3 separate regions of the Mus musculus genome follow, and regions 2 and 3 are each linked to region 1. Evidence: chromatin contacts called from public Hi-C data. All regions are on one chromosome and are shown on one strand. The core of a region is the stretch at or near the end of the contact, and the rest is flanking DNA. Distances in the headings are between cores, read along the strand shown. Region 1 has its middle 160 kb from the start of Clic5. Region 2 has its middle 140 kb from the start of Runx2os3. Region 3 overlaps Clic5 (chloride intracellular channel 5).

Region 1 (2,862 bases), core at 361-2,860:
TGAGCAGGCTTTTTCAGGCCCAGAAGCCACCTTAGAGTTTTGCTTCTTCGTTCCTATATGAAGAAGCGACTCAAACTCTTAATTGCTGAAAGCCACAGCCGTTGTGTTGCATCCCATGATGCTGTGGGTTTAACTGAGCACAGCTGGAAGGTTCTTCTGCCCCAGAAAGACGTTGGCCGAGGCGTAGTCATGGGGGCTCAGCTGGACTGGAACATTTGAAGACAGTTCCCTCACATGCCTGGCAGTAGATAGTGGCAGTGGTCTCAAAGCCCATGTGGGCTGCCACTGGGAGTTTCTGCATGTGGCCTTTCCATGTGACTTGGAATTTTTCACCACATGACTGCTACATGCTGAGAGAGTAAATGTCTCCGAAGTGAGAGTTCCCAGAGAGAGGGAGGGGAAGCCAACAGAGAGCTTCAAGAGGTTAAGCCAAGACCTATATAGCATCTACCCATGGTGTCTCCATTAATCTGCAGGTTCAGGGCCAACCAAGCCTCCTGGGAATGGAAACAAAACTTGACTTCTCCTGAAGAAGAGATAGTGAAGTGGAGATTGTATTTAACTCACCACCCCTCATCTCTATGACTACCTGTTTTTTGAAGCATATGGAAGGCTGCATTTTTAAGAAACATCATCATCTACTTCCCCATCATCTTCCATGCATTTTTTTTTCTTTTTCAAAACACCTTGGGGCATATAGCTTCATTAAACTTTCCTTTCTCAACACATTTCCTGGAAAGAGTCTTGTCAGACCCCCAGAGATCCTATGGACTCCCGTCTCACTGTGGGGTAAAGACAAAAGCCAACAGCCATATCCTGCCTGGTTCGGCTTCCCTCAGTTACTGTGTTCCCCCTGGGATCTCTGCCCAGTGCTCAATCATTCCTATGTTTTAAATATGCGGTGTTCGCCCTCACCTCAGAACCTGTGCATCAGCTGTCCGCACAATATCGGATGCTCTTTCTCCAAATTCGCGCACGCGAGACACCCCCCACCTCACCCTCCCCACCTCCCACCCCATCGCCCACCCCCTGTCCTCCTGTGGGCGTGCCTCAGTGGCGGCCTTTGGAGAACTTTCCCTGCTCACTCCCTTCCTCACTCATTTGCTTTACTTTGTCACCAAGACCCTTAGAAATCCTGTATTGTGGGCTCATTTACGATTGATTCACTCCCCCCAGTGGAGGTCTAGAGAGAGAAAGATGTTTTGCTGCTCTGTCTACCACTGCGCCTCCAGATTTTGCAAAGGTGTCTGGTCTGGTGGCCCAGAAATAAAATGTTAACGAAAACAAAGCCAGCGATACCATTCATTAGTCGAGCGAGTGCTGTGTTCTCAGCTTCACAGATGAATGAACAGAGGCCCCGGAGGTTCTGTGGCTTGTCTGGGGTCACTCAGCTGGTACTAGAGAGGCTCCTTTAGAACCCAGACACCAGTGCCAGCAGCTGTGGGTCTTTGGGGTGCATTGACCCGTTTCAATGCAGGCACTCAGTCGGCCCTGATGTGGGCTTTAGGCAGGCTCTGTGCTCAGCTGCGCAGGCCTCCCCTGCAGAGAAGAGGGTCCCAGTAGCTGTCATTTTCTGGACAGAGAAATACGATTCTTGCTGCTCGATGCAGAACAACAGTAATTATGAGAGTCTGGGGGGAAGTGAGAACTAAGAGCAGGAGGGACAGTTAACAACTGCATTGACATACAAATTATTATTTTTGGTAACACACAGCATTTCCTCTGATGAGTCACTGAACACATCCGTCACAAACAGACATACTTCTCAAAATAAAATAAAATAAAATAAAACCCAACAACCCAGCCTGAACTCTAATGATGCTTCCCAGAAGCAGGCAGAGTTGAGAAAGACACTGACAGCAGGTGAGGATAGACCCACTCTTAGGAGATAAGAGGAACGAATCCTCTTCTTGTTCCTTTTCAGGCACTTCCCCCAAATTACAGAGAAGACACTGGAAAGTCTAAGAAATGCAATATATACACCTGAGAGGCTGGATGGTGTTTGAGTTGTTCCGAGTCTGCTTTGCAGGACAGATCTGGAAAGATGTGGGGCTGGGAGGAGGAGTCTGCCTTTTCATCTTTTCCAACTTCATTCCCATTGCAGGAACTATCTGCCTGTCTGACAGCCCCTGAACTACAGAGTTGGGCATTCCCACTAGTGGGGAACTTGTGCCTTACTGTACAGTGTGTTTTTCTGAGTATTTTGCTTGTGTGATGGCGGGGTGCCCTAAACTCCACCTGTCAGTTCTGGTCTCTTCTCGAGAGAGACACGCTGTGCCAACTCTGTCAGTATCACAAGAACCTGTAACCAAACAAATTGGCATAGCTTTCTGGCTCTTAAAGTCAGGGTGTCCTGATGTTTGGCAGTAGGAGTCCTCTTACGCTCTCTCTCTCTCTCTCTTTCTCTCTCTGTGTGTGTGTGTGTGTGTGCTCGCGAGCGTGTTCTAGCTTTGTACTACAGGGTCTTCTTTTAGAGTCACGTGACCTAGTCTAATGTGCAGGCTCTCTCACCCAGACACCAGGTGAAGGCACTCTGGTCAGCTTGAGACTGGTGAGCATGGCTCTGGTAGGCTTTGCCTGTAGCCTCCCCTCCGCAGCCTGAAACCTGTTTGCTCAGGTTTCTCTGTTTGCATTGGGGTGGAGCTTGCCGCTTAATCGTTCTGCCACGCCCACTGCTGGAGCCTGCCACTTTGCTGTTCTGGAGCCATACACGTGGTCACCCTGCAACTGGACTCCAGGATTATTTGGTGGGAATTAACCCTTTCCCCCTGCTTCATAACTCGGTGCACGAATTAGTAAAATTGAGCTTTGATCAGAATCCTGTTTGACTTGGCTCCGTTCTTTCTTCCGTCTGTCTAGTTC
Region 2 (2,991 bases), core at 289-2,788, 67 kb before region 1:
TCCCTGATTCTAAGCCACCCACCAACCAAAAGCATACACAGGCTGTTCCGACGCCCCACTCTTCCCCCCTGCGCCCACCACATGGCATATATGCAGTAGACTGCCTGGCCACAGTGAGGGAAGATGAGCTTGGTCCTGTAGAGACTTGACAGCCCAGCGGTGGGGAATGGCGGCACTCTATCAGAGGGAGAAGGGGTGGGGAAATGGGATGGGAAAGCAGGGAGAGGCAACATTTGAGATGTAAATAAATAACATAATTAAAAGCAAAAAAGAAAAGACTCCTCAGCAACCACAGGGGCAGGGACACTGTTTTGAAATCTTTCCTGGAGGGAGGCAAGAACGTCCTTCAGGTTTAGAAAGCAGCAGAGGAAACTGTCCCCCAGGAAGGCCTCAGAAAATCCTGACACGAAGGAAATATTTTAATGACTTTTCAAATAAGAAACTAAACAAATCGCTCTCTGAAAGACTGCATTATATAACAGATGAAGCACACATCAGGACTTTCTGACGGGAGCCACAGCTGTTTGCTAAACGCAGCAAGCATTCAGTGATCACGAGATGCTACCCTAGACTCTGCCCCCAGCTTCCGGAGAAGCCACCATTTTAGACAAATTGGCTGGAGGGGACTTTGGGTTCTGTGGCTCTTAACATTCTTCTAAGTGCTGCCCTGAGATTTGCTGAATGTCAGCCTCAGGGGGCTGGATTCCTGGCCTGTTGGCAATATCCCTGCCCTGGCTGTCCCTTCCCTGGCACTCACGGCCTTTGCTGCCAGAGGGCGATGGTAGGAAGACCTGGACATGCTGCATGTGTCTATGTGCACATGCGTGCGTGCGTGTGTGTACACGTGCATGACACATGTGCATATTTGCATACACATGTGTATGCAGATACATGTACTCTTGTAGCAGTCAGAGGACATGCCATTCTTCAAGTTTCTTCTACCTTTTTGGAAACAAGGTCTCGCTCCAAGCCTGAAGTTCCAAAATAGACTTAGGCTGAGTGGCCACTGAATGAACCCCAGAGATCCTCCTGTATCTGTCTTCCCATATCTGTCTTGTTTTTTTTTTTCTTACATAGTCTTTGAGAACGAGCTTGGATCTTCCTGCCCATAAAGCAAGCATTGAGTCACATCCCCAAGCCTGGGAAAGCAGTAAGCAAAGGATACAGACTGGAACAATAAAAGGGGAAGCGTTGGACTAAGAGCGAATTCTAGATTTCAGCATTGACTGTCGCCTGTTTAAAAAACCCACAGCACCCCACGTTCCAAAGGGGTAGCTCAGAGGTCAGATTGAAGGAGAAAGTCTTCCGGGGCAATGGCTGGAAACACAGCCACAGACCTCTAGATAGATGTGAGTCAGCCACTTCCCCAAACACGACTTTCAAATAAATATCACATTATGTCTTCCCTGTACTTTTTGCTACATTTTCCTACCACGGTCGTCAGCGTTTTTAATTTAAACCCTACTGTGTTGCACACCCACTGAAGTTTCCACGGATGATGTGCAGGTGGTAAAGGTTCTTTGGGGACATCTGCTCTCTCCTGCTGTCCCCAGGGACCTCTGAGCTCTGCAGTCCTAAGAAGCTAGAACATCTGGTGCATGTCAGCATGTCTTCACAAATTCAGCCAGTCATCTGGGTGTTTTGTCTATGTGGTGCCAAACATCTGGGTTGACATTTAAAAAAAAAAAACAGGCTTACTAGATGTTTCAGCATTGTGTAGACAGGAATCCAATTTTTAATAGTTATTTCTCTACTCACCCAAGGTTCTCGGTCAGCCTTCAAATTCAGTGGAGGAGAAAGTTGACAAAGGCTGGTGTGTTTTTCCCCTGGTGGACTTTCTAATAAACCTATGTTCATATAATTATTGCAAACGGGACAATTTTCTTTACTTCCCTTTCGGGTATCTATGTGACATTAAATTATCAGTTCGATTGCTCTACTGTTTTGGAGACATCCACACCATTCCTAAATCAGTGGTTTGACTACTTTGCCTACTCTCTGAGAAATTAAATTGACCAAAATAATATGGTATGTTGATCTTAAATGTTCCAAATTCATCTTAAAAGAACTGGAATTTTAATGCTTTTAGCAAAAGTTTATGACATGGCTCTTTTTAAAAATGTGTCTGTGTACACACCAGCACGCACATGTGTTAGCAGGTGAGCATGGGCACATGTCTCATGTGTGCAGAAACCAGCAGATTGCATCAGGTCCCCCAAAGCTAGAGTTATGGGCAGTTGTGAGCACTCTTCCAAATGGGTGGGCACTCTCAATGGTGGAATCATCTCTCTAAGCCCCTAGCATCATTCTAGAAAATGATTTAGAGGCATTGGTTTGCTTCTGAGTCTTCACAGATCTTTTCAAGGAAGATTGGAAGGTCCTGGAGGTTAGGTATAAATTTTAAAAACATCAAATATCTAATTAATATTCTGTGGCAATACAGCAGGAGGAATTGATGGCTTTTCTTGATTTGCTTGTCTCACATTGTTTATCTCTCTCTAGTTGGTTCTAAGTTGTAAGCAAATAAAGATACGCCAGCTGACCCAGCTTCTTCAAATAGTAGGAAAAGCTGCTCACTTCTAAGTTTGCTTTATGTTTATATGTGGAGGGGTGTGTTCATGCTCCTATGATTACACACACATGTACAGGTCTGCATCCACCATCGTGCTTGTTGATGTGGAAGCCAAAGAACAACGTCGAATGTCTTTCTTTGGGAAAACTGTCCATCTAACTTTTGAGACAGGGACTAGTATTACCCTAGAGCTAGACATCAGGATAGGCTGGCTGCCCAATGATACCATATCCAGGAGGGGTCCAGATGTTTCCAGATTTTGAGCATTGGGATTATAACTATGTGCTGACATGCTCAGCTTTTTAATATTTGTTCTAAGGCTTGAACTCAGGCCATCATGTTTTTGAGTCTACTAAATATACTGCTGACTAAGCCACTCACCTCCCCAACACTTTTTATTTTGAAAGATTATCATATAG
Region 3 (2,926 bases), core at 161-2,660, 90 kb after region 1:
GTTTCCTGGCTGCTGTCGGAGCAACTTCTGCAGGGTCTGAAGCGGAGTAAGGACCTAGCAGAAGATCTAACTTAGGATCATTATTACTGGAGGTCAACTCAAGGCAGACGGTTGGGTGTGGGAAGGAAAGTTTCGAACACTAGAACTATCCTGGGCACAAGGGGGATCCTGGGGGATATTGGAGGATGACTCATGCATTCAGAGTCGAACCTACCATTGTCTGGAATCATCCCTAAGGCCTTATTTTCTCCTGTCAGTGTTCAACATTCTTGGTCTGATCCCTTGGAGAATTTGAGCCCACAACTACCATCAGACCAATACCCCTGGGCAAGCTCCATTGGCCAGCAAAGTGTGTCTCAACAAGTCAAACCCAGCTCTGGGAGAGCCAGGAACTCATCTATGGAAAGCAATGCCCCAGTCTCCATTTCCAGACAGTGGCTTAAATTCAAATGTCGAGAAGACAAACTGAAGCAAGATGCCATGGCCCTCACCCCAGGTCCCTGCCATGCCTGGGAGGGATCAAAAGGCTAATAGGGAATCTGCAGTTCCTCCTGCCATGGTGGGAACTCTTTGCTCTGGAAAGAAATTCTTCCCTGGATGAAGGATAAAATGATCCCCTTAAGTATTTAGGATGCTGGACACTATGGGTCCCCTCCCCAAAGTCACAGAGTGAACAGAACCCTCTCGGATATGTCCCCAAGGAAACAGGGGACTTTCCTTTAAGGAAAACACATTCTCTATGAAGCCAATTCTCTGAGCTTTATAGAGGAATCAGTGCTTTGAAGAGAAGATCTTTTTCATCTAGCTCCACAGGCCAGCTTATTATTAGCAGACATTTATGTGGACAGTACCCAACAGCACAAACACACTTTGTATTTAAATGACACAGTCTTTGGTGATTGTTTTACTGTGTTTAAATCATGGTTGTGGTGAGGAATTTGGGGCAATTTCAGCATGCTGCTCATACAATACATTTTTGGAGGATGATATTGACGATATAGACAAGTTCCAGGTGCAGATATTTTTGTAAATCTCCTCAAAGCCACAGTACATTCGAAGAGAAAAAAAAATGTCACTTTTACTTCTTCAAATTAAGGGCTCCATACAACCTGTACCATGCAAGCCTCACACATGTTTATTTATTAGTGGTGGAAGAAGCAGGATTGGGGAGGGAGGGAGGGAGGGAGGGAGGGAGGGAGGGAGGGAAGGAGGGAGGGAGGGAGAAAGGGGGGAAAGGGAGAAGGAGGGAGGGGAGGGAGAGCGAGAGCGAGACTGAGAGAGAGAGCGAGAGAGAGCGAGAGAGAGCGAGAGCGAGAGAGAGAGAGAGAGAGAGAGAGAGAGAGAGAGAGAGAGAGAGAGAGAGAGAGACTATGTTCCTGATTAGTGGCCAGCACTGACTTCAGCCATGGGGCGGTGGCGCCACCTTCTGGCCTTAAGCAGAGAGACTACCTTCCTTTTCAGTAGGAACGTGTGTGTGTGTGTGTGTGTGTGTGTGTGTGTGTGTGTGTGTGTTTCCTATTAGGCTGCCAAGAAAGTCATAAATGGCTGTAAAACTCAGTCATATTAAAGAAGGAATGACATAACTGCTGACTGAGGCAGCTGATGCCGCCAGTGTCGTGCACAAGGCTGACTGAGTCGGGGAGAAATCTAGGAGATGTTTACAGTTACTTTACAAACGGTGAATTTTAAGTGTGAGGACAGTTTAGGTTATCATGGATGTTCAAACTTAAGGGGTGAGCTGCCCAGAGAGACGCTCATTATATTGGTTATCTGTTCCTGCATCAACCTGGGTCTTGCTCACCTGTCTTTCTCACCACGAGCACTTATACCAAGGGATTCCATTCCCTATGGCTTGCTTCATCCTCCAATGGCGACATCTTTTGCATGAGAGACCTTGGCAGATGTTGAAACAGCCACCGCCCCTCCACTGCCCTTGTCTGGTTTGGGTAATTCGATGAATACACTATATGTTCTTTCTCAGTTGCCTATGTTCAGTGTCTAGTGTGTATGACGTTTGGTACTTCCTGGTTCCTCATAGATGATGAAGTCTGGGTTCGTGGTGAAGCTGGGCCTGCAATGTTTCTGTCAATGTTGGGAGTCTTCCTCAGTCAGTCATTTCTCACCTTCCTTTTTAAGGACAGTGTCTCTCACTGAATCCAAAGCTTAGCCATTTGACTACACTAGCTAGACAGCAAGCCCCAGCATCTTCCTCCTTAGCGGTGAAATGACACATTTTTTAAAAATGTGGGTGCTGGGAATCCAAGCTTGGGTCTTCATGTCCACCCAGCAAGCACTTTTCCCACGGAGCATCTCCCTCAGTCCTCATTGAGTGGTTTCCTTTTTCTTTCTTTGTTTCTTTCTTTATTCAAGACAGGGTTTCTCTGTGTAGTCCTGGCTGTCCTAGAACTCACTCTGTAGACCAGGCTGGCCTGGAACTCAGAAATCCACCTGCCTCTGCCTCCCGAGCGCTGGAATTAAAGGTGTGGGCCACCATCACCTGCCTGATCTGTTCTTTATAACTCTTTAGCCACAGTCTGGCCACAGTGAGCCTTCCTCGTGCTCACCACAAGATAGGGCAGCCTTGATAGATACTGCCACAACATTTCTCAGGTGCACTCAGACTACACCCAGCCTCCCCGCCCCGCCTTGCTTGGAGTAATTTCCTTATGCTTCACCTGCTCCTGTAATTTGAGGAGCATCTACCCATGCGTGTTGCATGACTCTTACAACAGGAGACTGCGCCTTCTGACGTTTGAACTGAGAACGCAACAAATTCTGAGCATGATATCCTACTTCTGTCTCCTAAAGTCTGGCAAACTTCACTAACCCAAAAGTACATGGAAACGACGTATCTTTGTGGCTGGGTCAGAGAGTTCACCATCGGGGGACGATGGGACAACCAACTTAACTTGAAAAGGGATTACAT

The links. A called contact is a pair of places that touch in the nucleus more often than the background predicts.
Region 2: a Hi-C map of the 63-12 cell line shows a contact between it and region 1, with 2.0 times the contacts expected there. The contact joins two enhancer-like sites. A contact is called at or near these places in 1 of 15 datasets of contacts at CTCF or cohesin (pro-B cells) and 4 of 484 Hi-C or Micro-C datasets (the 63-12 cell line, B cells, nephron progenitors and 1 more).
Region 3: a contact with region 1 is called in a Hi-C map of the CH12 cell line, with 2.7 times the contacts expected there. The contact joins two enhancer-like sites. A contact is called at or near these places in 1 of 15 datasets of contacts at CTCF or cohesin (the NIH/3T3 cell line), 3 of 484 Hi-C or Micro-C datasets (the CH12 cell line and embryonic stem cells) and 1 of 115 datasets of contacts at active chromatin or transcription factors (pancreatic cancer cells).

What each region holds. Positions count from the first base shown.
Region 1 is chr17:44,350,384-44,353,245 of GRCm38.p6, reverse strand. No RefSeq gene overlaps it. Among named protein-coding and RNA genes, the nearest start is that of Clic5, 160 kb to the right of the region's middle. Within about 2 kb of position 1,610, at least 60 of the 459 cell types and tissues checked have an H3K27ac peak or open chromatin away from gene starts, as enhancers often do. A contact at or near this core is called in the 63-12 cell line, the CH12 cell line and pro-B cells, where this site is marked.
Region 2 is chr17:44,417,403-44,420,393 of GRCm38.p6, reverse strand. No RefSeq gene overlaps it. Among named protein-coding and RNA genes, the nearest start is that of Runx2os3, 140 kb to the left of the region's middle. Within about 2 kb of position 1,538, at least 31 of the 459 cell types and tissues checked have an H3K27ac peak or open chromatin away from gene starts, as enhancers often do. A contact at or near this core is called in the 63-12 cell line and pro-B cells, where this site is marked.
Region 3 is chr17:44,260,490-44,263,415 of GRCm38.p6, reverse strand. The region is part of intron 4 of Clic5 (chloride intracellular channel 5); the gene reads right to left. Among named protein-coding and RNA genes, the nearest start is that of Clic5, 73 kb to the right of the region's middle. Within about 2 kb of position 1,410, at least 9 of the 459 cell types and tissues checked have an H3K27ac peak or open chromatin away from gene starts, as enhancers often do. A contact at or near this core is called in the CH12 cell line, where this site is marked.